4 separate regions of the Sus scrofa genome follow, and regions 1, 2 and 3 are each linked to region 4. Evidence: chromatin contacts called from public HiChIP or PLAC-seq data. All regions are on one chromosome and are shown on one strand. The core of a region is the stretch at or near the end of the contact, and the rest is flanking DNA. Distances in the headings are between cores, read along the strand shown. Region 1 overlaps LOC106509843 (a long non-coding RNA gene). Region 2 overlaps LOC106509841 (a long non-coding RNA gene). Region 3 has its middle 180 kb from the start of ZFP36L2. Region 4 overlaps THADA (thyroid adenoma-associated protein).

Region 1 (6,874 bases), core at 899-3,398, 450 kb after region 4:
CTGTTAACCTCAGACAGACCCTGAGCCAGAAACCCCCCTGCTAAGCTGTTTCCAAATTCCAGATCCACAGGAAGCGTGTGAGATAATACATATTTATTTCAGCTAAATTTTGGATTAACTTACTATGCAGCAATAGGTAATTAATACAGATTTAATGATTTTATGATTCTCAATTCCTGGCCAGATCAAAACACACGTGAGCTTCAAGGAAAGGTCTGACGATTGGAATTGAAAATATACAGTTGCCCCAGCAAACGTGTACAGACATAATTGTGGGAGGGCTAAAGATCACACACACACACCTACCCAGATGGGTCAAATCAGTATTGTTCTTACTTTTTCTTATACTCTTCTCATCGTGATCTGATAATTCCTACTACTGACGGGCAAAAAGAAAACAAACAAAAAGAAAGCATTAAATTGCCCCTTAGACATAGCTCCATTTCTGTATGATTAACTCAGTCTCTTTTGAGTAAAATTGCTCAGTATTCCAAGGTTTTCTCACCCTTCCGCCTTCTCCCAGCCAAGATAATTTCCTGGTGCAGAGAGATGTTCATGGGCCTCACGGTGGTGGGACAAGAGGGTTGAAGGTCTGAGTGGAGTCCCCTGCATTCTTACACACACACACACACACACACACACACACACACACGCAGGACAGAGATGGTTCTGGTCCCTGGGGCTTGCTGGTGGGGTAGGGGCAGGAAGAGGTGAAGCCAAAGTGCATGGTCCCTGCACATAGCTGGTGAGGCAGATCTTGGCTCTGCGGCCCCTGGGACCTAGGACTACCTGGCTGCATTCTCACTAGAACGAGCAGCGTTGCATGAAGCCACTTCCCAGACTCCCTTCCTCAGCCATTCCAAACCACCTCCTGATTGGCACCATATTGTGCTGGCACCATCTTGCATCGCTGGTTTGCTAGGGAGGGGGTGTCATTAAAATTTCTCCCCACTGCAATCTGAGTCAAGTCCCACCCACCCCCTTGCTGTGAGATCTCCCCTCAGACCTGACTGGGTTTCTCCCACACGAGCCTCTGAGGTTGAAGGTTAAGGGGCTGCCCTTTTTGCTTCTCATGTTCTCTCTTCCTTAGGCCCCCCTTTTCTGGTCCCATTGCCATCAGCAGCAGCTTCTCTACATCATGTCCGCTTCACCCCCTGCTTGAGGTCTTGCTTCGAATTCACCCCTCCAACTTCATTGGGCCATACGCCTCAGCGGGAAGGGCTGCAGGAAAACAGGAATCACGGGGAGATGAAAACACATAACTTTACATATCTGCATGCAGAGACCCACGGACAATGGATACCAAGAGCCCTGCCTATCCAGGCCCCTCTGCCCGCAGACACCGTGGGGTGAAGTGGGACCAGCCCAGGGATTCCTCCGTGCTGCCCTAGGAGGATCCCCTCCTGGATCCCTCCTCTTTACCCTCAAGAATGTTTTTCTCACTGTATCTCTCAAAGGCCTTGGGAAAGAGGCAAAGAGGAGGGAAATATACCTCTATTCAGATCTTACTAAAGGTAAAAATCTGGAGATGCCTTTTAGCTGGTGGCCTTCCACAGCTTAAATGCCACCTGTCCCTTGAGGCTTCTGGACCCAAGTCCCCTCCGCTGAGCTCCAGACTCCAACATTGGCTGCTCTGGGGCTTGGCTGTCTGATCCCCCAGCGGATCCTCCAATTCAGCCGGCCCCCACATGACTCATTCTCTTCCTCAAAACAGCCTGCTCCTCTTTCCCCAAACCCACACGGCCCTGATCCTCTCTTCTCCCTAAACGGTTCTCATGCCTCCTTCCCTCTCTCCCACTGCCCCGGGTCAGCCCTCATTTTCTGCTTCCCCTCTGGGTTTTCCCTGCCACCTCCCCCCAGGCCGTTCATGGTGACCACGGGACTTTTCTTAATAGCAAGTTTTAGGTCTTAAGCACCACCGGCCCCCAGGCTTAAAATTCTTCCTGAACTCCCTGGCGCCCAGAGGACAACACCCTTGGCAGAGCGGCGAGCTCCTTCCCCATCTGGCCTCCCCTGACCCTTCTGCTCTGATGTGATGCTGCTTCATAGGTCCCCAAACAGGCCTGGCTCCCTCTCAATGGGGCCCCGGCACACCGGTGTTGGAATGTTCTCACCCTCTTGAGTGCCTGCTGAACTGCTCATTTTTCAAAATCCTGCCTGAGTCACATCCCCTGGGAAAGCGGCCTTGGAGTGAATCACGCCCTCCTCCACGTTCCCCGTTACTGTGGTACCTGATTCAGGTTTCTCCGGGGGCCCCTCCCATCCTTCGCCGTGCAGCCTGGCTGCAGCACTGTCACCTCCTACCTGGATTGTGGTAGGTGCCTTCTGACCGGTCCCCCAGCCCTTTGCCCTCACCCTTTCCAGGCTACTGTGGATACAACAGCTCACACGGTCCTCTGAAAAAAAAAAAAAAAAAAAAAAAAAAACAGTCAACACACATCTCTCTGCTCAAAACCCTCCAGCACCTCCCATCTCACCATAAAAGCTAAAACCCTATAGCAGCCTCTCAGATCCTCCTGGCATGGTCTTCCTTATCTCTGGACCCTCATTCCTGCTTCTCTTTCCCTCTCTACCCCAGACTCACTGGCTTCCTTGCTGCTCCTGAATATCGCAGTCCCCCTCCTGCCCCTGGGCCTTTGCACGTACCCCAAAAAACCATTCTCATCTCTGCTATCAGCTTCAATTCTTTGTTCCTGTCTCACCTTCTCAGGGAAGCCTGACCTCCTGGGCCCTGTGAACACAGCGACCAACCCACACCTCCTGATCCTCCTCACCTGCTCCACTTTCCTTTCTTATAACACTTTTCACTTTCTAAACATATTATTCACCTGATTTTTTTTTTTTGTCTTTTTGTCTTTTCTAGGGCCACACCCATGGCATATGGAGGTTCCAGGCTAGGGGTCTAATCAGAGCTGTAGCCGCCGGCCTACACCACAGCAACATGGGATCGGAGCCGTGTCTGTGACCTATACCACAGCTCACGGCAACGCCGGATCCTTGACCCACTGAACAAGGCCAGGGATCAAACCCACAACCTCATGGTTCCTAGTCGGATTTGTGAACCACTGAGCCACAACGAGAACTTATTTTTTTATTTTTATAGCCTGTCTGCTCTTCCAAAACTATTTTGTTTACGGAGAGATCCTATGAGCCTAGAATAGTGCAGACATGTGGTATACACTCAATAATAACTGAAGCAATCAAGCAAGCAAGCAGTCAATCAAAGCTATTTCTTGGTGGGCTCCCCAGAAGTCAGTGAAGTCCTAGAGGTGGAATCCATGCTCAGTCACCTCTGGATCCTCAGGGCTTAGCCCACTGCCCTGGCCACCATGGGTGTACAAGAACCAGTGAATGAATGAATGAATGGATAGATGAATGAATGAATGAAGGGGGCCCTGCCCTTTTGCCTGAGGAAGAAAAGCAGGGGCCTGAGCAGATAGTCCACACAAATGATACCACTGCCCGTTGGTTCCTGGGCTCCTCCTGTGCCAGGATCGCCAACATCTTCCTCCAGAGTCCCACCTTAGCCCTTTTCCCTTGGGTCCCTGCCCTGCTGGCTGTTTGTTAGAGTGAGTTGATCCGTTACTCTGCATTCAGGTAAGCCTGCCTGCATACTGCCTAAGACCGGAGGCTTTTCTGGAAAGTTATGCACTGCAGCCCGGGACAGTCCCTTAACCAAAGGATTGGAGCAAAGCGGTGATTCACCAGGTGTGATATGAGGCCACAAAAGCACAGGGGCCTGTACAGGGTGCCTCGGCCTTCCTTGGTATGCTCCTGAGGACAGGGACTTCATGCTGGGCTTAGCCCTGGTTTGAGGAGCCAAAATGAAACCCCCCATAGCGAGTGGGAGCGAGAAGGTAGGACATCCCGGGCCCTGCTCTCCGCTGACCCCTCCTGTCTCCCGTTCCTGCCGAGATCTCAGGCAGTAAGGGGTGGGGGGGAGGCTTGGATCCCCAGGCCCCGGGATGGACCTCCCGACGACGACGTGGGCCTTGGGGGTTTCAGGCTGTTTTTGTAACCACGGTCACGTGTTCCTCTGTGTAACCTGAGCTCCCTGACACGGCATGAGTCTGCACCCCAGCTCCCGGACCACATCTGCTTCTCATTTCCGTCCCAGGAAAATGGCCCAATTTCCATGAGTCGCTGGCCCAAGCCAAGCCTGGAGCCTCTCAGCGGCCAACCCCACCCAGCTGGGTTCCATTACTGGGGTGGGGGGTGGAGGCTGAGAGCATTAGAGGCAACGGTCATATTGTGGAGCTGGATGGGGGCCAGGAGGCCAGAGTGCTTGGGGGTGGTTCTGTCAAGACCTTGCTGTGTGTCCTTGGGGGAGTTTCTAACCTCTCTGAGCCCCAGCTTTCTCATGGTAACACATGGGTTACTCTACTAATGGAGGTATTATTAGGACTTGGGGACCAGGGTGGTTCTTTGGGGATAAAAACAACAGAATTTCAACAAAAACAGAACTGAGAAGGAATTGGTCTGAAAGCAGAACCACTGGCCCACGGCAGGAAACTGGTGGGGACCCGGAGCCGCTCTCCTATGTGAGCAGTGGGTTAGGCCCTTCCCTCAGTAGTTCGGTAGAGTTGGGCCCTAAGTCCTTGTGCTGCAGGCTAACCCCAGTTCTCAGTTCTTTGTCTAGCAGCATTTATTAAGCACCTAGGATGTGTCAGGCCCTGGGCAGGGGTTGGGAGACCAAAGTGATTAAAAAAAAAAAAAAAAAAAAAAGCTCCCTGTGAGGGGCCTTATAAGTAAATAAATAAATACAGCCCAATGCAGCAGAGTGGAGGAGGCTATGGATGGAGTGAAGCCAGAGGCTGGAAATAACACATTCTACTTCTAGTCTTTCAGTGGAGACCCTTAATTTTTAAGATGTTCTTAACTTGATTTTTTTTTTTTCTAATAAAATCTACAGCAAACTCTACCCTCCTTCCAACAAAGATAAGGACCTTAGCAAGCGTCCCCCAGACAACTCCCATCCTCCATGTTAAATCCCATGTCAGTTCCCTCTGTGGCAGCTTGTCAGTGACTCCACAAAGGGAGGTCCCCACCACCCCTGCCTGGTGTCACTCAGCCACCCTTGCCATGCCCCACCATGCCCCCTGCTTCCCGGTGGTTGGGCAGCGCCTAAGCTGAAAGCCACAGGGGGCTGGTGGAGGACAAGGGGGTGCTGGTGGGAGAAACTGCCCTTCAGCTTTGCTTCCCATGCACAGACACAAATACCAGGACAAGGGCACTGCGTGCAGCTCCTGGGGACACTGTGGGGTCCTTACCCTGCCAACATGTCCCTGACAGCACTAAACCACCACCTTGGGAGGTCCATTTTATAGATGAGGAGCCTGAAGTTCAGAGAGGCTCTGCGATCTGCTAAAAAAAAAAAAAAAAAAAAAAAAAAAAAAAAAAAGGCAATAAGTCTGCAACCTTTCTGATTCTGGTGCTCTTTGCACCAGCTTGGCACTAGTTGGGCACCTAAGTTACAAATTCTAGTTCCGTCACTTACTAGGAATGTGACCTTGGGTAAGTTCTCAAAGTTTCTGTGCCTTGGTTCAATATATACTTTTTAATAAATCAAGTTTATTGCGGGATAATGTACATGCAAAAAACTCACAGATTAGGTGCACAGCTTAATGCATTTTGACGAACATATCCGTGCATGTAACAACCCCCACGATCAAGATACAGAACTTCCCTCACTGCAGAAAGCCCCTCCTTCTGGGCTCGGTTTGCCCACTTCTACAAGGGGCAAACAAAAGACCTGTCTCCTGCCATGTTAGGAAGATCGAATGAGGTAACGACACTGGCAAGACACTTGGCATCTGGCGTGAAGTAAGCACTCGAGAAACATGCATTGCTTTTGTGACCTCATGCTGTATTTTATCTCCTGCCCCTGCCCCCCCCCTCCCGTCCCCTCACCTTTGAGGCTGGGGCAGGGCTCAGGGCAGGTCTCTGAAGCCTCCCTCCCCAGGGTGAAGGCATCTGCCCACCTGAGAGAGGACTTGGGGTAGATGTCCCGAAAGAGACTCAAAACCTTTGTCTGCCTCCAGGCACCCCCAGTGGCTGAGGACAGAGGAATGGGCCAGAAGACAGGTCCTCTGTCCTTTCGAGACTCCCCCAGATCTATCTCAGGCACTGGGGGCAGGACCAGCTCCCTGAGTTTGCAACCCGTCAGCCGCCAAGGACCCCACACTCAGAAGGCCCCGCATTTGGGTTCACACTCTGTCACCTTCTTGCAGTCTCTAATAATTTTTGACAAGGGGCCCTGAGTTTTTCTTTTGCACTGGGCCCTGCAAATTATGTAGTTGGGGGGGATGGTGGTGGTGCAGGTAGAGTGAGCTGTCTGGTTTCCTCCCTAGGGAAGCCGATGCCCCTCCCCAGTCCCCCAGTCACCACACTCAATCACACACACTCATTCACCACCTCCTCTGTCCCTTCTTTGTCACTCCCTACAGCAGGGCCTGGGCCACACGGAGCCCTCGGCCACCAGGAGGCACCCACGGAGTCTGGCAGCCTGCTCGGCCTGGAAACCCCCTTGGGGACAGCTCCTGCTCACAGGGCCTGCTGGCCAGGCCACCCGAATTCCCATCCTCTGACGGTCCTCTCCAGCCGCCTCCGCCCCGACTCCACAGCTCAAGTGTGAAACCACAGCTGGGCCCCAGCCAAGGGGGCTTGGGTTTCATCACATTCAACTTCCCACACCTCGGCCAGAGGCCAGGGTCCGATGGGGCCCCTGGCGCGAGGCCTGGGCTGGAAGGCAGAATGGGGGTAGGGGGTGGGTCCCAGTCCCCCCAGCTTCCTAGCCATCCCAGGGGAACTCTCTCTCAGGCCCCAGTTTCCCCTCCATGCAGTGGGCCGGGATTCCAGTAGGGCAGGAGCAGCT
Region 2 (6,857 bases), core at 3,853-6,352, 290 kb after region 4:
AGAGATGGACACCGTTTGGATGGAGGAGAGGTGAATTCTTTGCCAAGGGGGATTCGAGTGACCCAGCTGGGAGTGGCTGTTAGCATACCTGGGATGGACCTGACTCACTCTGTGTGACCTTCATGACGTAGAGTTAGGAACACAGACTTGGTAGGATGACACTTCACTACCCGCTTCAAATGAGTGTGGCCGAGTGACTTGCTTTGGCCAATGACCTGTGAGTAGGATTGATACATGCCACTTCCAGGTGGCCACGATGAGAGCAAAGTGTTAACCCTCAAATCCCCTCTGGCTGCCATGATGGTTGTGAACAATGATGTCGCTAGAAGCTTCCTTCAGCCTGGATCCCTGAGTGAGGACAGCATAGCTCAGAAATCTCCAGGTGACCTGCAGTGCTCATGTGGCATGTGAGAGAAATACATCTTTACTGTTTTAAACCATCAAGGTGTCAGGATGTTTGTTACTGCGGCATAAACTAGCCTATCCTACCTGATCCTAGCCACGCCAACCTTAGAGGGTGGATGAAAGAATTTATAATGCATGCGAAGAGCTTAGCTAAGTGGCCCTAAATATGCCACTTCCTTTTCTTCTTCCTCCTCCTCTTTCTGATGTTATTTCACTTTTTATGCAACTTTGAGCCAAGTCACAAAAATTGACTCAGGCCTGCTGCATGTCTGGCTCAGGAGCACAGGGATGCGTGGAGGGCAGACAGATATGCAAGTAACGGTCACAGGATGTGTTCATGCTGCATTACCTGTTTGAGCCCAGAGGTAGGGAAGCCCAGGGGAGGAAGTGATAAGTCTCTTGAGGTCCTCACAGGTCAAGTCTGAACTCAATTTTTGAGGGGCTGGTTTGATTTCTTCAGATGGAAGGAAGGGAATGGTGTGGTCTAATGAAGAGTGCGGGCAGCCGCCATTCACTATCTGCTACTTGCTGGGCACTGAGTCCAGCCCTTGAGCCAGTTCTCCCCAAGTGTCAGAGTAACGACCATATCCATGCTGTGTGCTCTTGTTATGCCCATTTTATGGATGAGAAAACCAAGGCCAGCCAGGCAGCGGGTAAATGGCAGGCAGCGTGTGTGCACAGATACAGAGGTGTGGCAACTCCTGACGGGCCTTCGTCTCCGGCCTCCCAAAGGGCCATGTGACATGACCCCAGGGCGATCGACCTAAGAACGTCGTTGTCGTCACCATCCTCCACTCTGTGGCCTGGGAAACGTTTCCAAAACAGGGCTCTGGGAAAGTCACACCGCTGCTCCCCAACCCGCCGCGGCTCCCTGCTGCGCTCTCCACGAGGTCCCGTGGTCTGGCCCACTCCTTTGAGCCCCACCCGAAACTTTCCAGCATTGTCTCTGGCTATAGCCATTCACCCATTCACGTTCCCAGGCTTCTCGGCTGTGCCTGACTGTTTCCTGCCATTTCCTGCCTCTTGGATTTTGCTCAAGCATTTGTCTGGAATGTCCTTTCCCAGTGTGTCCCCCTGCCTGCCTGAGGCTTACCCTTCCCCAGACCTTCTCCCTCTGGCCCTGGTGTCCCTGCGGAAAATGAGCCCTGGGGAGGGTCCCTGGGGTTGATGTGATCTGGTTTGAATGACAGGACAGGAAAAGATGCTTCCATTAGAGTGTGGATATTTGCTAACATTTGATAAGTAGATTTTCAGTAGTACACGTATATGATTTATGGATACGTATAAATATATTAAGGGTTTGTGCTGACACGTGTTATTTTTTTTTACCGATAGCATTTAATCAAGCAAGTCTGGAGACTTATAGATGTATAGCCTTATAGACTACTGCATGCAGGAGAGGTTTGCCCTTTACTGGCTGTGCGACTCAGGAAAGGTACTAGACCTCTCTGAGTCCAAGTGTTCCTATCTGTAAAATGGAAATGATCTCCCTTCCTACCCCATGGGGTTGTGCAGGCTGGATGAAATAAAACTGTAAAGGAAACGAGGCCTGCAAGATGCATCCTGAGACCCAGCTTGGGGACATCCGGGCTGCTGGTGGGTCCCGATGGCAGAGGTGGAGGAAGGAGGGGAGAAGGGTGGCCCCTATTGATGGGGACTCTGGGGCTTGGGCAGGCCGGGCTGAGACAGTCCCAGTGGTGTTTGATAAAAGGAAGGAGCTCTTTCTGTTCAGTAAATATTATAAGAAAAGCCTGTCTCCAGGGAACGGCTCCCTCCCGTTCCCCGCTTGGGGGCCAAAGTCCCCAAGGGGCCAGTCTGGAGGCTTCTTTTATGTGACTGTAAAGTAATCCAGGGCCTGGCAGGGTCGAGGCTGGGCGGGCACTGACACGCAGGGCGGCATTGATGCGGTCAATGATTACCTTTTATGCCTTGCCATAAAGGCAACCGCCCGGCCCTCCGGACAATGCCCCCTCCAGACAATGCGTCAGGAGGGTGGGTGTACACACACACACACACACACACACACACACACACACACACGGCTGCTGGCAGGGACCAACACACACACACACACACACACACACACACACACACACGGCTGCTGGCAGGGACCAACACACACACACACACACACACACACACACACACACACACACACACGGCTGCTGGCAGGGACCAATCCCTGTCTGAGATCTCTGGGGACATCCTCAAAAGGTGGTCCCTGGAGCCTTGGTTCAGGAGCTAAAGGGGTTTGGGTGGCCGAAAATGGGACTCAGTGAGGTTCAAGACACAAAAGAGCTACCTCCAGGGTCCTGGATCCTGTTCCAGGTGGGTCTAGGCATGGGGGTGGGGTGGTCACCCAGCCTTAGGTACCAAGTCTCAGTGGGAAGGTGGGTATTCTAGGGCAAGTCAAAGATTCCCATTTTACAGGTGAGGCAGTTGAGGTCTGATGCACAGCGACACGCCCAGTGGCAGAGCTGGGAGTAGGACCCTGGGCCTCTCTGGCAGCACCAGACCCAGGGGGTCCAGGTGGGAACGTCAGGTGTCAGGAAAGGTTTGGGTCACTCCTCAGAGAAAACATCTCCCCCAGGACAGAGGGAGCTGGGAGGGACCTGAGGGCCTGGCCTTGAGGTTAATACCAGGAAGACACCAAGAAGCCATTTCTCTCACATGGCTGTGGGCCACATGTAGGTCCCTTCCCACAGCCTTCTTACCCTGTCCTTGTGGGTACACACCCTGCCCACCTGTAGTGGGGAGGCTGGCTGTAAGGGGGCAGGGCTGGGGCAGAGATGGCCAGATTAATATTCTACCTCTTGGGCTGATAAGGCCCAGGAACTTTGTCCTGGCAGACAGGCTGGAGGAGCAGGGGCTGTAGCCCCTGGTAGGGGGTTCTGGCAGGTTCCGGTGCCTGGGGCATCACTGTGGGGTGCCCGAGACTGGGGGTCAGGACTGGCATCACGTCCTCTCCCAGCTGTGGGGAGGGCTCTGCACTCCCGTCTCGGTGGACATGGTGGGGATCAAACCAAAGACTCCATGAGTTCCCGTTGTTGTGCAGCAGAAATGAAACCAACTAGGAACCATGAGGTGGTAGGTTCGATCCCTGGCCTCGCTCAGTGGGTTAAGGATCCGGCGTTGCTGTGAGCTGTGGTGTGGGTCACAGATGAGGCTTAGATCCTTCGTTGCTGTGGCTGTGGCATAGGCTGGCAGCTACAACTCTGATTCGATCCCTAGCTTGGGAACCTCCATGTGCCGTGGCTGCGGCCCTAAAAAGCAAAACAAACAAACAACCCCCCCCAAAGACTCCACAGGGCATCTCTCGGACAGGTCCGGCTGCTATCTTGAGGAAAGAGGGCTGTTATTCACAGCGGTTATAAATGCTTCGTGGAATCAGAGTGAAGTTGCTTTGAGCTTGAGCCAGAATGCTCCAATCAACCTTTGGCTCTGATAAAGATAAGAGGACCCAAGGTGATAACACACAAACCAGAAACTGTCAACAGGTGCTAATTAGGGCACTGGGTGCTGAGCCGCACCCACTACACCTGACGGAGGGGAGCGGACTCAGGTGGGGAGCCAGGGCCTGATCTGGGTGGGGGAAGATAAAGGCTCACTGCTGTACTTTCGTCTTAATGGCCTTTTTGTCACCTCCTCCATCCAAGGACTTCCCCACGCCCCTCCCCACCCCCATTCCTGCCTACCTGGCATTACATAACGTAAGACGAAAGAACAAAATACATTTGAACGTTGTGTAATAAAACATGATGGGCGTGATGTAACGCGGCGGACAGCGTCCCGAATTGGGAGCCAAGAGTCCCGGACTGTCGTCTTGCTCTGCACGACCTTGAGCCCGTCGTTACGCTGCGAACTCCAGCCACCCCACCCCCCCAACTGCCACAAAATGGGGGGTGTTGATGGGGCAGTTGTAGAGTAATCCCCCCTTGGGGTCCCTGCCAGGTCTAAAGTTCAGGCTTCTCTGCCGCAAAACCCTGCAGTCTGTGAAGCGCACGAAACATGTCGCTGGTGCCATCCCGCCACGCTGGGGTGTGTGTGACACTTGACAGAGGCACAAGTCTATCTGCGGGAGGGGGAGCCGACAGAGGGCTCGGAGGTGAGGACAGGTCTCAGAGCTCCTGGAATCCCTCTCTCTGTCTGAGCCAGAGGTCACCGAGCCTGCTGCCTGCTCTTGGGGCACTCAGGCTATTTTTAACTCGGTGCCCCTTAAATAAACATGGCATCGGGCTGATGGCTGAGTCCCCTCCCCCCCAAGTGGACGCACAAACTGAAGTGGCCACCGAGAAGTGACCCAGGGTGCTGAGCCAGGGCTCCCTGTCTTCAGGTGCACGCTGGGCCCACTCAAGCCAGAGGAGCTCCTGGGGGGACCAGCACCACCCCTGTCGCATGTTCAGCCCGGCACAGATTCTACCTCCCATCAGCAAGGCCCATCCTGAGAGCAGGGCAGGGGCTTGCCACTCTCTTCCTGGGAAAAGAGCTGGACAGGGAGAAATGCAGGGATGGGGTGCAGGGGGGAGACGTGGCCGGAAAGTGGGACGAGGGCCCAGACCGGCCTTCCTCTGGTCAGCTTCCCCAGGCAGCAAAGGGTTACCTGCACGGCCAGCTTGCCGGGCTCAGAGCTGGGCAGTGACTCAGACCTGGGCCCGCCCACCTGCTCTCACGGGGCCAGTGACACAGGAGAAGGGCACACATCAGTGCTCCGGGGCTGAAGTAACAAGCTCAACAGAACTCACTCCAGGGGGCAGGGGCTCTAGGCTAGAGGTCTGCTCGTCCTGTCCCCGGGGGAGGGGGGCACTGGCCAGGGCGAGGGCAGGGGCGCTCAGGAACGGGGGAGTCCCAGGAAGGTGGTACCCAAGTGAATGTTGAAATATGGATAGAAACGCATCCCTCTGTCCCTCTGTATGTAGCCTTGCTCAGCTGCAGTTTCCTCACCTGAACAAGGCTGGCTAGTAGTGCTCAGATGCTGAGAGCTGACTCAGGGAGGTGGGAGGGAGGGTGTTTTTCAGGCAGAGCCAATGGGGTATACATGGGGGTAAAGACAGAAGAAAATGAAACACCCCAAACCTAAGCCCTCAGACTGATCCTGGAAAGCGGCGTGGAGCCCAGCTTGTGCCTCTGTGTGCTGGGACGGGAACTGGCTTCGGGAAGATGCGGGGCTGGCCACGCAGCCACTGCCAAGTCCAGCCAGGGAGGGGGCCCATTAGGGCAGAACCAGGAGCAGAAATCCCCAGGGCTTGACCATGGCTTCCCAAGATTGAGTCAGGGGTCAAGGTTTTGCATATGGAGGTTCCCAGGCTAGGGTTCGAATTGGAGCTGTAGCTGCCAGCCTACACCACAGCCACAGCAATGCAAGATCTGAGCCACGTCTGCAACCTACACCACCGCTCACAGCAACACCGGATCCTTAACCCACTGAGTGAGGCCAGGGATTCAACCCGCTTCCTCGTGGATCCTAGTCGGATTCGTTTACCACTGAGCCACAACGGGAACTCTTTGGCTACTTTTATTGTGAGGCTAGTGTAGTGGGGGGAGGCTTTGAAGTGCTGCAGAGGAGGAGTCTAGGGGTATGTGTTTGTGTGCAAGAGAGAGAGGACTGTAGTGCTGAGGCATATTCGAAGGATCGAGTCCCCTCAGCAGCCAGTATCTGTGCCTGTTCTAGGGAGGGAGCCAGAGGCACAGACCCCTTTCCCAGGCCTCTGGTCCTGCTCTCTGGTACCAGGAGGTGTTGGGGCCTCTGCAGGAGAGGCCAGGAGGCCACACCCCACAAGACTGTTCTGGTTCAGCCTGGCACCTGCACTATTTCATCTCTAGTAAGAGTGTGGCTGAATGTGAATGGGGGTGCGTGTGTGTGTGTGTGTGTGTGTGTACGCACATGTGGCATTTCGAGATCAAAGAATGCTTAGAAGTTCCTGCTAAAAGGTCAGGCCAGTGAGGAGTGAGGGCCTGGCCCGTCTCCTCAGGCCCTGGCATAGGACACAGCCTTCCCACCCAAATCTGCTGGGCCTCAGGGGCATCAGAAGCTGACGGGCCTCTGACTCAGGCGGAGCCAGAAGGAGGGGCTGGAAGTGCCAGGCTGAGGAGGGGCAGGTTAGTCATCCGCTGAGCGCAGGCAGGACATTGAGCTTCGGGCGAGAGGCTTTCCTGCCACCGAAACAACAGCCAGGGCTGGGGCCAGGGGTCACCACGCAGGATAGGACGAGCTCTTGGGGTCCCTGAGCAGGAGGACGAGGTCCTGGTGCCTGAGCCCAGGTCCAGGAAGGTCTTTGGGGATTTGCTGCAGCGCTGTGTTGCTGGCAGCTCACGGGCAGGCTGCTCGTCTGTCCGTGCAGAGCGGCGAGCCTCCAGGGGCAGGTCCACAGCACCCAGCACAGGGCTGGGCCCCGCAGGAACACACTCCCTGGTCATGGGGTGGGACTGAGCAGAGCTGAGACAAGAGTGCTGGA
Region 3 (5,969 bases), core at 247-2,746, 410 kb after region 4:
ATGGCGTGTGCGGGTGGCTCAGTGTTTTAGTGTGTTTGAGGGTGGAAAATGCAGCACCACCAGCCCCAGGAAGCCCTCCTGGCACCTCGGGCAGCCCCATTTGGCTTCCACACTTGGGAACTCTCACTGCTTGGGAGGGGCTGTGGGCAGTGCTTCTCACAGGCTGGGGGACCGAGCCCTTCCAGCTCTTATCCTGTGCCTGACAAAGGACCAGGCACTGGGTCAGACAAAAAGGAAGGGAGGGAAAGGAAGAAAGAAAAGGAAGAAGGAAGGTCTGGCTCAAAGAGGCTCTTTACTCGGGAGGCCACCAAGGACACCAGTCTGTACTATTGGGTCCCATGGGACTACCCAGGCTGGGTCAGCCTCATCCCTCTCTCCCTGGCGAGGGACTTTCAATGTCACGCTGTGACCGGGTGGCCTGAGCTCTGGGAGGTCAGGCTGGTAAGGACCACTGCCAGGAAGGGTACCCGCATCCCTGCCCCTCCATTTGGACGTCTTGGATACCCACCCAACATCCTTGAATCGGGATCAGGATCCTTGGCCCCCGCATGACAGCTGGGCAGTCGAGAGCCCTGCCTTGGAGAAAAGTATAATTCAGATCCTAAACTAAGTTGGGGCTGGGATGAATTCTTCACTTGTTGAGAATGAAACTGAGGGGCAAAAGCCCCAGCCTGGGATGTCAGACTCCTGGGCTGGAGGAAGAGGACAAAAAGAGACAATACGAGCCCCAGAGATTCAGCAAAGAGGAGAGTGGGGAGGGGCCGGGCCCATTTCCCCCAAGGTCCCAGAGACCTAGGATGTTAGTATCAGAACGGGAAGAGGCCTGGGGAGACAGACCCTCTGATGCTCTGGGTAAGGACCCGAGAGGATGCTTGCTATAGAAGGGAGGGGCCATAAGCCAAGGAATAGAGGTAGCCTCTAGATGTGAAAAAAGATAAGGAAATGGATTTTCCCCTGGAGATGCTTTGACGTTAGCCCAGCGAGGCTGATTTTGGACTTCCGACTTCCAGAATTGTAAGAGAATATATTTGTGTTGTTGAAGTCACTCAGCTTGTGGTGATTTGTTACAGCAGTAACAGGAAATTCATCCACTTGCCTAGAGATTGAGAACGAGCAAGTGGTCCAAGCTTCCCTGGCCCTGCAGACCCAGCTCTATGGAATCCCCATCCCGCACTGGTTGGGGCTGGGCTAGCAGTGCAGCGAGGCCCTGAAGGGGCTCAGACCACACAGTGAGTTCTGGGCCTTTGGAAGGTGTGTGCGTGTGTGTGTGTGTGTGTGTGTGTGTGTGTGTGTTAGAGCAAAGGGAAGAGCACAGCTTCTTCATGCATTGGAAATTTCTGGGCGGACGATCCACCAAAGGCATGTCAACGTTTTCCTCTCCAGGAAAAAATAACTCAATCCCTATCAAAAAAAGTCACAGTCTCACATGCGCTTACATGAACGGACGTGTGGGTCCTTGGGAGAAGCGAAACAGCCCCTCCCCTGCTCCAGGCGTCTTTAATTTTCACGGGGCAGGGAGCACAGATGAGGGAGGCTGGGGGAGCCATCAGCCAGAGGGCTGTGGACACATTGTGACATCTGGATTTCCCCAAAGCTCACGGGTCCTGTGGAGGGAGCGCTCCCCCCTCCCCTCCACCGCCCCGCAGCGCTTCCCACTTCCACAAAATCTCTGGGAAGATTTGACACATTTTTTTTTTAGCAGCAGAGAGCAATTGGAATTTCCAGCTTAATTCCAGATGTGGTGCTGACTCTGCTGGGGAGTTTGGCTTGATACAGCATCCGGGAGGCCCGTTGTTCCATTGGATCCCCGCCCCCCATCCCCAAACCCTGGCACTGGCCTGCACGCTTGTGTGTGTCCCCTCTCCTCTGCTCTGGGTCTTGCGGCTGGGCTTTCCTGCGGGGAGCTGCAGAGCGCCCATGCGTGTGGTTTTCACACGTGTGGAGAGGGCTGGGTGGCGGATGGGCAGCCTGGAGCCCAGGTGCCTCTGGGGCAGGGAGTAGGGGCTGTGACAGAACAGGAACCGAGTCACGCGGGGTGTTCTGGGAGCATGGACAGGGCCGGAGGCTGGATCTGGAGCAGGCTGGGAGGGGGTGAGGGGGGAACCGAAGGGTCAGTGTGGGCTGAGGTCATAGCTGGTGCCTGGCCAGGGGCTGCCGGGAAGGCAGGCAGAAAGGAAAGGCCCTTTAGGCAGCCAGCGCACCCTGGTTCCTGGGGCTCAATCCGCCAGACGAGACGTCAGGACCAGATGGCTCCTCGGCAGGAGTGAGGGTCCCACTGGTGCCTCAGTGAAACCGCAGGAGGATCAAGAATATCCAAAGGGGGAGTTCCCGTTGTGGCACAGAGGGTTAAGAGCCCAAATAGTATCCATGAGGACACAGGTTCCATCCCTGCGCCTTGCTCAGCAGGTTAAGGATCCTGCATGGCCACAAGCTGCGGTGTATGCCACAGAGGCAGCTCGGATCCCACGTTTCTATGGTTATGGTGTAGGCCAGCAGCTATAGCTCTGATTCAACCAGTAACCTGGGCACGTCCATATGCCCCAGGGGCTGTCCTAAAAAAGAAGAGAAAAAAAAAGGAATGTCAAAAGGAACTGATATATGTATATGTGTAATTAATTTACTTTGTCGTACACCTGAAATTAACACAATTTTGTAAGTCAGCCATATTCCAATAAAAAATTTAAAAAGACTGTTACCCACTTTGGCCAGCTTGTCTGTGATTTCTCTAGGTAGTAGACAAAACAGTGGCCCCAAAAGAGGCCCACATATCTACTCCCCAGAACCTGTGAACAAATGTTAACCTCACAGCCAAAAGGACTTGGCAGATGTGATCATGTCAAGGAGCTTGAGATGAGGAGACTGTCCTGGATTATCTGGGAGGGTCCAGGGTAATCACCAGGGTCCTTCCCAGAGGGAGGCAAGAGGCCAAAGCAATAGAAAGGCGATGTGACAGCACGAAGGAGGAAGGGGCCCCAAGCCAAGGGATGCAGGCAGCTTCTAGAATCTGGAAAAGGCAAGGAGACCCATTTCCCCTAGAGCCTCCAAAAGGCACACAGCACTGCCAATCCCTTGACTTTAGCTTGGTGAGGCTGATTTTGGACTTGTGGTCCCCAGGACTGTAAAATAAATGCGGATTATTTTAAACCACTAAGTTCGTGGTGAGCTGTCACAGGAGCGACAGGAAACCAATACAGCCTCCCATCCTGAGGTGGGCGCCATCCTCGACCGCACTCCCTTCGACAAGTGCCTTTTCCACACGACACAGGGTGAGGGGAGTACCCCATTTGTTCTCCCCAATGGCCCTGGCTGAACAGCAGCACAGACCACCACAGGAGAGGCTGCTTCCCATCAGCCAGGGCCTCCAGCTGGTAGCAGAGCTGGGCCCCGTCCAGGGCCCCCCAGACTTCTGGGCCAAGACCTTGCCCCCATGGCCGCTGCCTCCCTTCAGCTGTGGATGAACCAGCCACCAGCCTGCTGTTTCTCCACTGCAGCCCTCTACCTTCCCCGCATTCTCTGGGGCTCTGCTCCTCATTCCCAACAAGAAGAAGAGCATTTTCTGTTTCTGCTTTTCAGGACCGCACCTGCACCATACGGAGGTTCCCAGGCTAGGGGCTGAATGGGAGCTGCAGCTGCTGGCCTATAGCACGGTCACAGCAAAGCCAGATCCGAGCTTCCTCTGTGATCTATGCTGCAGCTTGTAGCAACACCGGATCCTTAACCCAATGAGCAAGGGCAGGGATCGAACTCACATCTTCATGGATACTAGTTGGGTTCTTAACTCTCTGAGCCGCAATGGAAATGCTGGAAAAGAAACATTTTCGAGCTGCAAATGAGGGAACCAGAACACACACACACACAGTTCTGGAAGTACTTGCTTCCTGGGAACTGGATGTCAACTACACCTGCTGTAAATGAGGTTTTAACAAACAAATTCAGGGGCTGTGTTGATTGAGGGCAGGAGTCAGGCGGCTGGGTCAGGGTGTGAATGTCAGATGGCACAGAAGGAGCAGGGGGTCCCTCATCCTTGTCCTCGAGAATGATGAGATTCCACAGCACACCTTGTCAGTAATTTTTCGGCTTTCTCTGCACAAGGCCAACCAGAGACACCCATGCACAAAGCATACAGACACCCGCATGCACACAACTATGCACAAGGACCACAGTAGTGCTGGCGTGTGCAAAGAGAAAATGAGCAAACACATGTGAATAGATACCACCCAACACACAGGCAGGCAGTCGTGCCCGCGTGCCGACACTGACATGCCCACACAACAACATACGTCTACTGTACACACTTGCACACACCCACATGGGTGCACACATAGACAGACACACCTGTGCACCAGTAAAGAGCACCTGTGACCTGGACACCTGTGAGCAGGGCGGACTGTCCAGTGCTTTCTGCCGCTCCCTCCCCATGGCCATCCTGAGCTCTGCTCTGGAGCCCTCTGCTGGGGAGGCCAGGAACAGGCTGCCAAGCCCTCCTGGGCCCTGGACTGGGGTTCAGAGGGAAGGGAGATGAGGAAAGAAAGGGGACCAACGGGAGCCAGCTCCTCTGCCCTCGGCATCCTGCCCCCACTTGGTCCAAATGACTTTCTGCAGCCTCCAATCTAGGGCAGAAGGAGAGATTTCTCCTGCAAGGACTCCTCTTGGGCCCCAGCCTTTCTGCCAGACTCCAGGCACAGCCACCCTTTCCACGGGCACTGCTGGTGTGGCTGCATATAGAGGAGGGAGCCCCAGCATCACACACACAGCCCCCCTCTTCAGGACCAGGCGGCTTTACCCTCCCACATCCAGGAGCCCAAGCGGGCACCACCCTATTCCCCTCATCCAACCTGGGCCATGTGGCAGTACTGTTGGCACCAGCCTCCTAGCCAACCCACCAGGTCTCTGACTCTGCTTATTGCAGCTCCCGCTTCAAACCTCCACCTCCTGTACCTCCTCGTAGGAATCACCCTCCTGCTCTCAACGGCTTTTCCTTTCCATTTTCTCCTGGGGGAGGGCGAGGAACTGAAGAAGATCTGGGCTTTGCAATAAGATGCATAAACCTGACTTCAGATCTCAGCTCAAAGGTGGGATTTACTCATCTGCTGTGGGCCTCTTGGGCCGCTCGCCTCACTGCCCTCGGCCTCAGCTTTACCAGGGAGAATGGAGATCATGCTACTTACATGGCAGGGTGAAAACACTTTCAGTGCTTGGTACCAAAGCTGGTTGAAGGGGTGACCAGCCGGGCAGCTGGCTGAAGGGCACTCTTTACAAAGCACGCAGACATCACTGGAAATATAAGGAGAAGGAGACGAAGAAAATCACGTCTGGAACTCTTTTAAGGGCAGTCGGATGTTCTGCTTTAATAAATTACTTGCAACAGGGTGGCTTACGGGTGGGAGGACCCCAAAAGAACAGGCCGGCATAACAATAGTTGGTCTCTAAGCTGTTCCCTAAGGAGGGTGGAGCAAGGTCTCTACAGAGTTTTTGTCTGTCTAATTGCAGCATGTGAGTTTGGGGTCAGAGCTGAATTGCTCAGAGGAGATGGAGTGTTGCCCGGAGGGATGAGGGATGCTGTCCCCTGCCCACCACACACGCCCCCCCCTTTCCCCAAGCAGAGACCAGTTCCACTACATTAAACATGAACTGATAAGAGTTTCCATCATGGTTCAGCAGAAACGAATCTGACTTGTATCTATGAGGACGCAGGTTCGATCCCTGGACTCGCTCATTGGGTTAAGGATCTGGCGTTGCCGTGAGCTATGGTTTAGGTTACGGATGCAGCTCGGATCCCCAGTTGCTGTGGTGTAGGCTGGCAGCTACACCTCTGATTCGACTCCTAGCCTGGGAACCTCCACATGCTGCTGGTGTGGCCTGAAAAAGACATAACTAACTAACTAACTAACTAAATGAATAAATTTAAAAGATAAAGATGCGCTGATAGTTCGATGGGACATAAAATGATTAGCTGGCCTGGGGGACCC
Region 4 (6,098 bases), core at 1,728-4,227:
AGACTATCACTCTTTTGCTATACCACTGGTATAGGTAATGATGATCATAGGCTCCTAATCAGTGAACTTGATGAATGGATTAGGCTGCTTATCTATCTGATCCATCTTAACATTATTAAAAGACATTATGTGTCTCCTGCCTGCAGGAGAATCAAATAAGGGAGTGTTCTTTCTGGGGGCACCCATTCATTTTGTCAAGCAGTTCTTTACAGTTCTGATAAAGTGCGCCTTAGTGGACATCCTCTTTCATCTCCAGTTTTAACTTTATTGCTTCTGGCAGTCTGTCAGAAAGTTTGGTTTACGGCAATGTGTTTTGATTTTTCTTTTCTTTTTATGGTTTTTGTGTGTGTGTGCAATTCCTAAGAGGCGACAGGGTCCTGTATGACTCTACCAAGTCATCTTAAACCTAAGAAGTCTTTGGGAACCAAGTCAATAGAGGAGAGAGATAATGAAGACCTGAGCTTGGACAGATGTTGATAGAGTAACAGGACAGAGCAATTCATTTGCAGATATTGGGCAGGGCATACAGTAGAGACTTCATTGATGTTTGTTAATTGTTGAGTGGACATAAGTGAACTGGTCCAGTTTTAGGTTTCATTGCAGTTATGCTATGAATTGCGCCAGTGTATCTATGCTCCAATTCTAGAGTTACCATGCACGAACTGAGTCAGTCAGTGCTTCTGGAGGAGAGGTTGCAAGCTGGTGGCTGAAAGGTCAAATCTGGCCTACAACTGTGTTTTATTTGGCCTCCACCACAGTTTTTTTTTCCTTCTTCTTCTTCTTCCTTTAATTTGTTGCCAGCATTAAAAATAGATTTCACATAAAAATTGGGGTTTCTGGCTTCTTTTGAAAAAGCAGAAGATCTGGCAGCACTGGGCTTACATTCCCTCTGGGCAACAACTTCAGCTGCAGCTGAATAGCGACTGCATTAGACCCAGTTCTCTGCTGCTTTTGTCTCACTCACTGGCCCTTGTGGGCATTTGAGTTTGTGATCCTTTCAGCAGTAGTTTCGGGAAGCTATGGTCTCCATCCTACATTGTTGCTTTTAATTACCTTTCTTCTTATGTTGCTGTTTAACACACCATATGATGCCCATCTAATTAGGCATAAGCTCTGTGTTAGCAGTAAGTGTGTGTCTTCTATTTCTGGATGTTCTCTGTGGTGCTGGTATAGGGCCTTACACATTGTGGGGAAGTCAATACATGTTTATACCTGTCTACGCTGATTTGGCAAGGTAATTGAGGAAGCCCAGTATGCATTCAGGACATTTTTATGATACAGGAAAGCATCCTGACACATTGATTTGGAAATAGATGTGATTCATGCTTATTAATGATGGTTCTTTCTTCTTATTTTTATGAACCAGTTATCTCAGATAATCTTAGGGTTTAAAATTACATTATTAGGTTACTGGCATTGTGCGGGTAGTAGCATTTTAGATACGATATTAAATATTTTTCTGGCCATGTTAATAATGTGGGTTCTTTGAGTTAGGTCTTATATTTTCTCATAGGCAGATGACTACAGAAAATAGATGGAGAGAGCTGAGCTTTTTACTGGGGTATTATTCATCATCAGAAATGTTGTGGAAAAATTAACTTTTTTTTAAAGTGTTATTCGATGATATAAGCACAAAGAAATAAAACAGTTGGTGGTAATATTAGAAGTATGAAAAAAGCTGTGTTGTGTGGATGTGGTTAGACTATAGAGCTCAGTTTGAGAGGAAGTCATAGAGGGAATTACTACAAAGTTAGTGAAAATTGTCTTATTTTATGAATAGAGACCATATCTCCTTTAGCCCTCCACTAGGAAATTGGGTAATGATTTTGAATATCTAGTTTTAACATTGTAAATGTTGGTGTTATGCCATGAATATGTCTTAACCTTTATTGTATATACATTTTTACATTAGGTGAGAAATTCATCCACGCTTCTCTTCAGTACCTTGATCACAAGGATATTTGGAGTTAAAAAGGGAAAGGATGAACTTTCCAAAAAAAATAGGTAAGCTTCATCTAATGCTAACTTCCCTTTTTACAAAATATTGTCGTGGCCAAAAATAATTTTTGGAATTTCACTTACTTTTATAGATTCCTCTAGAGTATATAACTATAAAAACACTATAGTAAATTAATCTATGCTGCCAAGTTCTAAACCCTTGGGTAAAAATATCTACTGTTTAAATAAGTGGACCTTTCAGAGCAACAAAAATATAGCAAGGTAGCAAGGACTTGAAATGTAGAGCTCGTTTCCCAGTGCAACAGCTAAAGTTTTGTTGATTTGCATCTTCTTCGAGTATTCCCGAGATGTCTTAAATTGCTTTTTCTTGATATGTCATCAAGTACTGGCTCGTGCCATATTGTTGCTTTTATAGTAACTGGAAGTTTAAATGTTTATGATGTGCTCATCAGAACACGCCCCAGATTACATTGCATTAAGCTCTCACCAAGGTGAGCAGTTGCAAATGTTGGCCACACGGGATAAACAGTGCTTGTTTACTTTTAGGTCTTTGTTGTGTTTGTTCCCTAAGAGGTTTTTCTGTTAAGGTTTTTTTTTTTAAATGTCTGGAAAAAAACTTACTGAAACACTTTGATTATGAGGAATTTTTAGATACAATGCATAAGTTCTGTTTGGTGGTTTTTAAAGAGAAGCTTTGAATAGTTTCTTTAGTACTTAGGCTGGTTTTAATGGTAGTCTAGTGGCTTGCATGAGTTAACACTAGATGTCACTGTCGCTGCATGCTTAATTACTTTTAACTTCAGGATCTGATTTGGCCCAGTGGTCTTCCTCTGGATGAACTAGAGATAAATCAAGCTCCATTCCTCTCCTACCTAAAAAAGTGGATGATCGCACTTTTAATTTCAGTTTTAATCTGTTGTTTATTAAAATATGTATTCTTGGCAGTTCCTGTTGTGGTTCAGCAGTAATGAATCCAACCGATAACCATGAAGATGCTGGTTTGATCCTTGGCCTCACTTAGTGGGTTAAGGATCTGGCATTGCCATGAGCTGTGGTGGAGGTCACAGACGCAGCTTGGATCTGGCATGGCTGTGGCTGTGGTGTAAGCCAGCAGTCGCAGCTCTGATTCAACCCCTACCCTGGGATCTTCCATGCGCCACATTTGCAGCCCTAAAAAGCATATATATATATATATATATATATTCTTATGATGGAACTAGGTCTTAGGAATTAGAAAATATCATGAAATAATTTTGTAATACACTATAAGTAATTCTGGTGAAACCTTCTGGTAGTTCTGAATTGTCATTTAAATTGCTACATATCACCCTATAAAATTCAATAAATATTTAAATGGAAAGCAGTTGGCTATAAATGTGTGAATCCCTTGAGTATATTAAGGAAAGGCTAGAGAAGTTTTTTTTTTTTTCAGCTGAGTTGTATTTTTCATAACGATCACATTATTCCTTTGAAAGGATGATTAGTAAAAAGATGATTTTTACTATTTAGCTGATTCCTAAATAAATTCTTCCTGTCACTAGGTTGAAATCGCTGATATGTGTTTCTTTTTAGGTTTGTTTATTTTGTTAATAATTCAGTTGTGCTAAGGTTTAAAACAGTTTGGTCATATTATAATGTAAGGCCATGATAAGTAGTGTAAATAAAATACGGTATGAGGTTTATCAAGCAAGTGAAATTGATGTTTAAAGCTGAATTCAAAAAATGAAGAAATGCTTTTTTTCTCTTTTACTTTTTATGAAGAGAATGATTCTTGGATGTGTATACAAGTTTTACTATGTACAGGAGAAAATGATCAGATTCATTTTGCATAGGTTACATCTGAAACAGGGTGGAAGAGTAGCACATAAAAGCACATAGTCCTAGTCTCTTTGCCACAGCATGCTTATGGCAACCCCATTATAACTTCATTCCTCTCAAATAAGGAAGGTTACAAAATATATAGCTTTCCTAGAAAGAGGGAAATGGAATAGTCACGTAATTGTTTTGAGTAAAAGCTAAAAAGTGAAATGAAGGCATTAAGAAGTTAATTTTTTAATGTGATGAGCATCTTTGGTAAGAGTTTTTATTTCAGTAATCTGAAGGTTGGTATATCTCATTACATAGACAATGCTTTTATTCTCTGTTTAATCCTTAAAGGGTATATTTCTTGGCAGCATCCACTGGATTTGCTTTGCGAAACTTTGAGTGTCTTACACTTGCCATTATTTGTTATGGTTCTTTTAGCTGTAGTTTATTTAATTATGCCACTTTTGGTCAAAATGTTTATATACCTGTCCCCTACAATATTAACTCCCTGAGGGTGGAGCCTTTTCCTTCTAGTCTGTGTATATATGGTGGGCACTGTAAGAATGCTAGTGATAATGATGCCTTGTTGACTGGTTCCTCAACCACTGAATAACTAAACTCAGCTGATGACACCGCCTAGGTCAGTGGAGTCTACGTTCACAGCCACAGATGGTTCTGCACACAGTCTTGCAAATATGTGCTCTTGATCAGAAGGGAACTAGACATAAAAAGAACATCTGCCTTTCCCATCTAGTGGGGGAGAAAAAGGTCTATCTTGGAGTAAACAGACTTGGTTTCTAAGCATTTTGCTGCCCCTGGAGATGACCTTAATAGACTCCCTTATCCGCTCTGCTCTTCAATTTCTCCATCTATAGAACAGGAATAATAAGATCTGTTCTGTACTAAGAGGGCTATAGGGAGGATAAAACAAAGTTTTAACAGTTCATTTTCCTGAAAAATATTGGAAGTCCTGTGCCATTAGAGATACATAGTTTGCTTTTTCTGTTACCACTTCTAGTATTTTACCCATCCCATTGTCTTACAGTTACACTGTGCTTTTGGAGTACTGGGTCAGTATCTTATCCTTTCTTTTTTACACCTGGTGCCTAGCATAGTGTCTGGCATGTAATGGGCAAACAGAATACTTGCTTAATGAAGAAGCAAATTTTGTTACTAGAGGAGGAGAGATAAGAACTCTGGTTTCTGTTTTGTTGCCATATAGCCACAATAACCAGCTGAGACAAGTTAACCTCTCTGGCTTTGGCTTTCTCCTCTAAGAGACTTGGACTATCCTTGAGGTCTTATATTTCTATAAAATACTAAGCGAAGGCTTTCTGTAATTGTTACTAGAATTGTGAGTTTGGTAAACTGCTATTTTCCCAGTGCCTAGAACAGTGCCTGCTTGGTAGTAGAGACAAGAAGTTCCCTTTTCACATATAAAGAAAGGAGCAGGGGTTCTGCACCCCTACTTAAAAGTGCGTACGGTACACTCATAGTGATTGAACTCTAGAGTGCATTAGTCTTGTTCCAGATGTGTCTTTGGGATTATGAAGAATGAGAAAACATACATTTCACTTGTTTGTTTTCAATAATGTTATTACATTGTCTTTTCCTAAAGCTCCTCTCCTTTTTTTTTTTTTTTTTTTCCCCTGACTGGCTTGGTATGACAGAATGAATAATGGATCCTTTGTAGGGTCAGAAGCTGCATAGCTCTGTGATCTGAGGAGTGTGCTGGGCTTCCCTAGATAGCCTTCCTCTGCAGTGGGAGTGGGCGCACCTTGCGCACCTTGCTAGTTCCTCTTTCCTTTCAGATGGGAGCTAAACCAATGTGATCTTTCACTCTAGATCTTTCCCATCAGCCCCAGTCTAGTCCAGCCCCTGCTTATAGACAGATTTTGTTCTAGTCCCAGGTAAGCGACAGGTAACAGTATATAGATAGTCTGAAAAGCTTTATTGTAGACTTTGTTAAAGCTTTGTGCAGGTGCTCAATGTACAGAGTGTTCTTTTGCTCTTGCTTGCTCTTCATTTTAAATCAGTCAGTCAACCGGTAAGAATTTGTAAGCATTTGCCTTGAACTCATTATTGACACAGTAGAGGAGTACATGAAAAATATAAAACTTGGACCTTGCTCAAGGAGCTTACCTTTTAGCTGAGGAAGCAAGAATCATTATTTGTGAAGCAGGTAGAAATAGAAGACAATATATACTATTCAGCTGCACAATATGGTATGAGTAATGGATGCAGAAGAAATTCATCAGTGGGAGAGTTGAGTGGAGTGCTTGAAGGGAACGGTATTTCTTATAAAGCTTTGGGGATGAGTAGATTTGGGGTAC

Evidence for each region. HiChIP or PLAC-seq counts read pairs in DNA pulled down with a chosen protein or histone mark.
Region 1: an H3K27ac HiChIP or PLAC-seq map of skeletal muscle shows a contact between it and region 4. The contact joins two enhancer-like sites. A contact is called at or near these places in 15 of 47 Hi-C or Micro-C datasets (alveolar macrophages, brain, embryonic fibroblasts and 9 more) and 2 of 2 datasets of contacts at active chromatin or transcription factors (alveolar macrophages and skeletal muscle).
Region 2: an H3K27ac HiChIP or PLAC-seq map of skeletal muscle shows a contact between it and region 4. The contact joins two enhancer-like sites. A contact is called at or near these places in 2 of 47 Hi-C or Micro-C datasets (liver and skeletal muscle) and 1 of 2 datasets of contacts at active chromatin or transcription factors (skeletal muscle).
Region 3: an H3K27ac HiChIP or PLAC-seq map of skeletal muscle shows a contact between it and region 4. The contact joins two enhancer-like sites. A contact is called at or near these places in 15 of 47 Hi-C or Micro-C datasets (adipocytes, adipose tissue, embryonic fibroblasts and 10 more) and 1 of 2 datasets of contacts at active chromatin or transcription factors (skeletal muscle).

Annotation. Positions count from the first base shown.
Region 1 is chr3:97,418,138-97,425,011 of Sscrofa11.1, forward strand. LOC106509843 (a long non-coding RNA gene) reads right to left here. Exons shown (of 8, transcript XR_002342750.1): 5 at 5,271-5,361; 6 at 1,007-2,396. Among named protein-coding and RNA genes, the nearest start is that of TRNAI-UAU, 150 kb to the right of the region's middle. Within about 2 kb of position 2,149, at least 25 of the 83 cell types and tissues checked have an H3K27ac peak or open chromatin away from gene starts, as enhancers often do. A contact at or near this core is called in skeletal muscle, where this site is marked.
Region 2 is chr3:97,254,634-97,261,490 of Sscrofa11.1, forward strand. The region is part of intron 2 of LOC106509841 (a long non-coding RNA gene); the gene reads left to right. Among named protein-coding and RNA genes, the nearest start is that of ZFP36L2, 58 kb to the left of the region's middle. Within about 2 kb of position 5,103, at least 27 of the 83 cell types and tissues checked have an H3K27ac peak or open chromatin away from gene starts, as enhancers often do. A contact at or near this core is called in skeletal muscle, where this site is marked.
Region 3 is chr3:97,379,610-97,385,578 of Sscrofa11.1, forward strand. No RefSeq gene overlaps it. Among named protein-coding and RNA genes, the nearest start is that of ZFP36L2, 180 kb to the left of the region's middle. Within about 2 kb of position 1,497, at least 25 of the 83 cell types and tissues checked have an H3K27ac peak or open chromatin away from gene starts, as enhancers often do. A contact at or near this core is called in adipose tissue and skeletal muscle, where this site is marked.
Region 4 is chr3:96,970,069-96,976,166 of Sscrofa11.1, forward strand. THADA (thyroid adenoma-associated protein) reads left to right here. Exons shown (of 40, transcript XM_021088406.1): 28 at 1,913-2,004. Among named protein-coding and RNA genes, the nearest start is that of THADA, 100 kb to the left of the region's middle. Within about 2 kb of position 2,978, at least 9 of the 83 cell types and tissues checked have an H3K27ac peak or open chromatin away from gene starts, as enhancers often do. A contact at or near this core is called in adipose tissue and skeletal muscle, where this site is marked.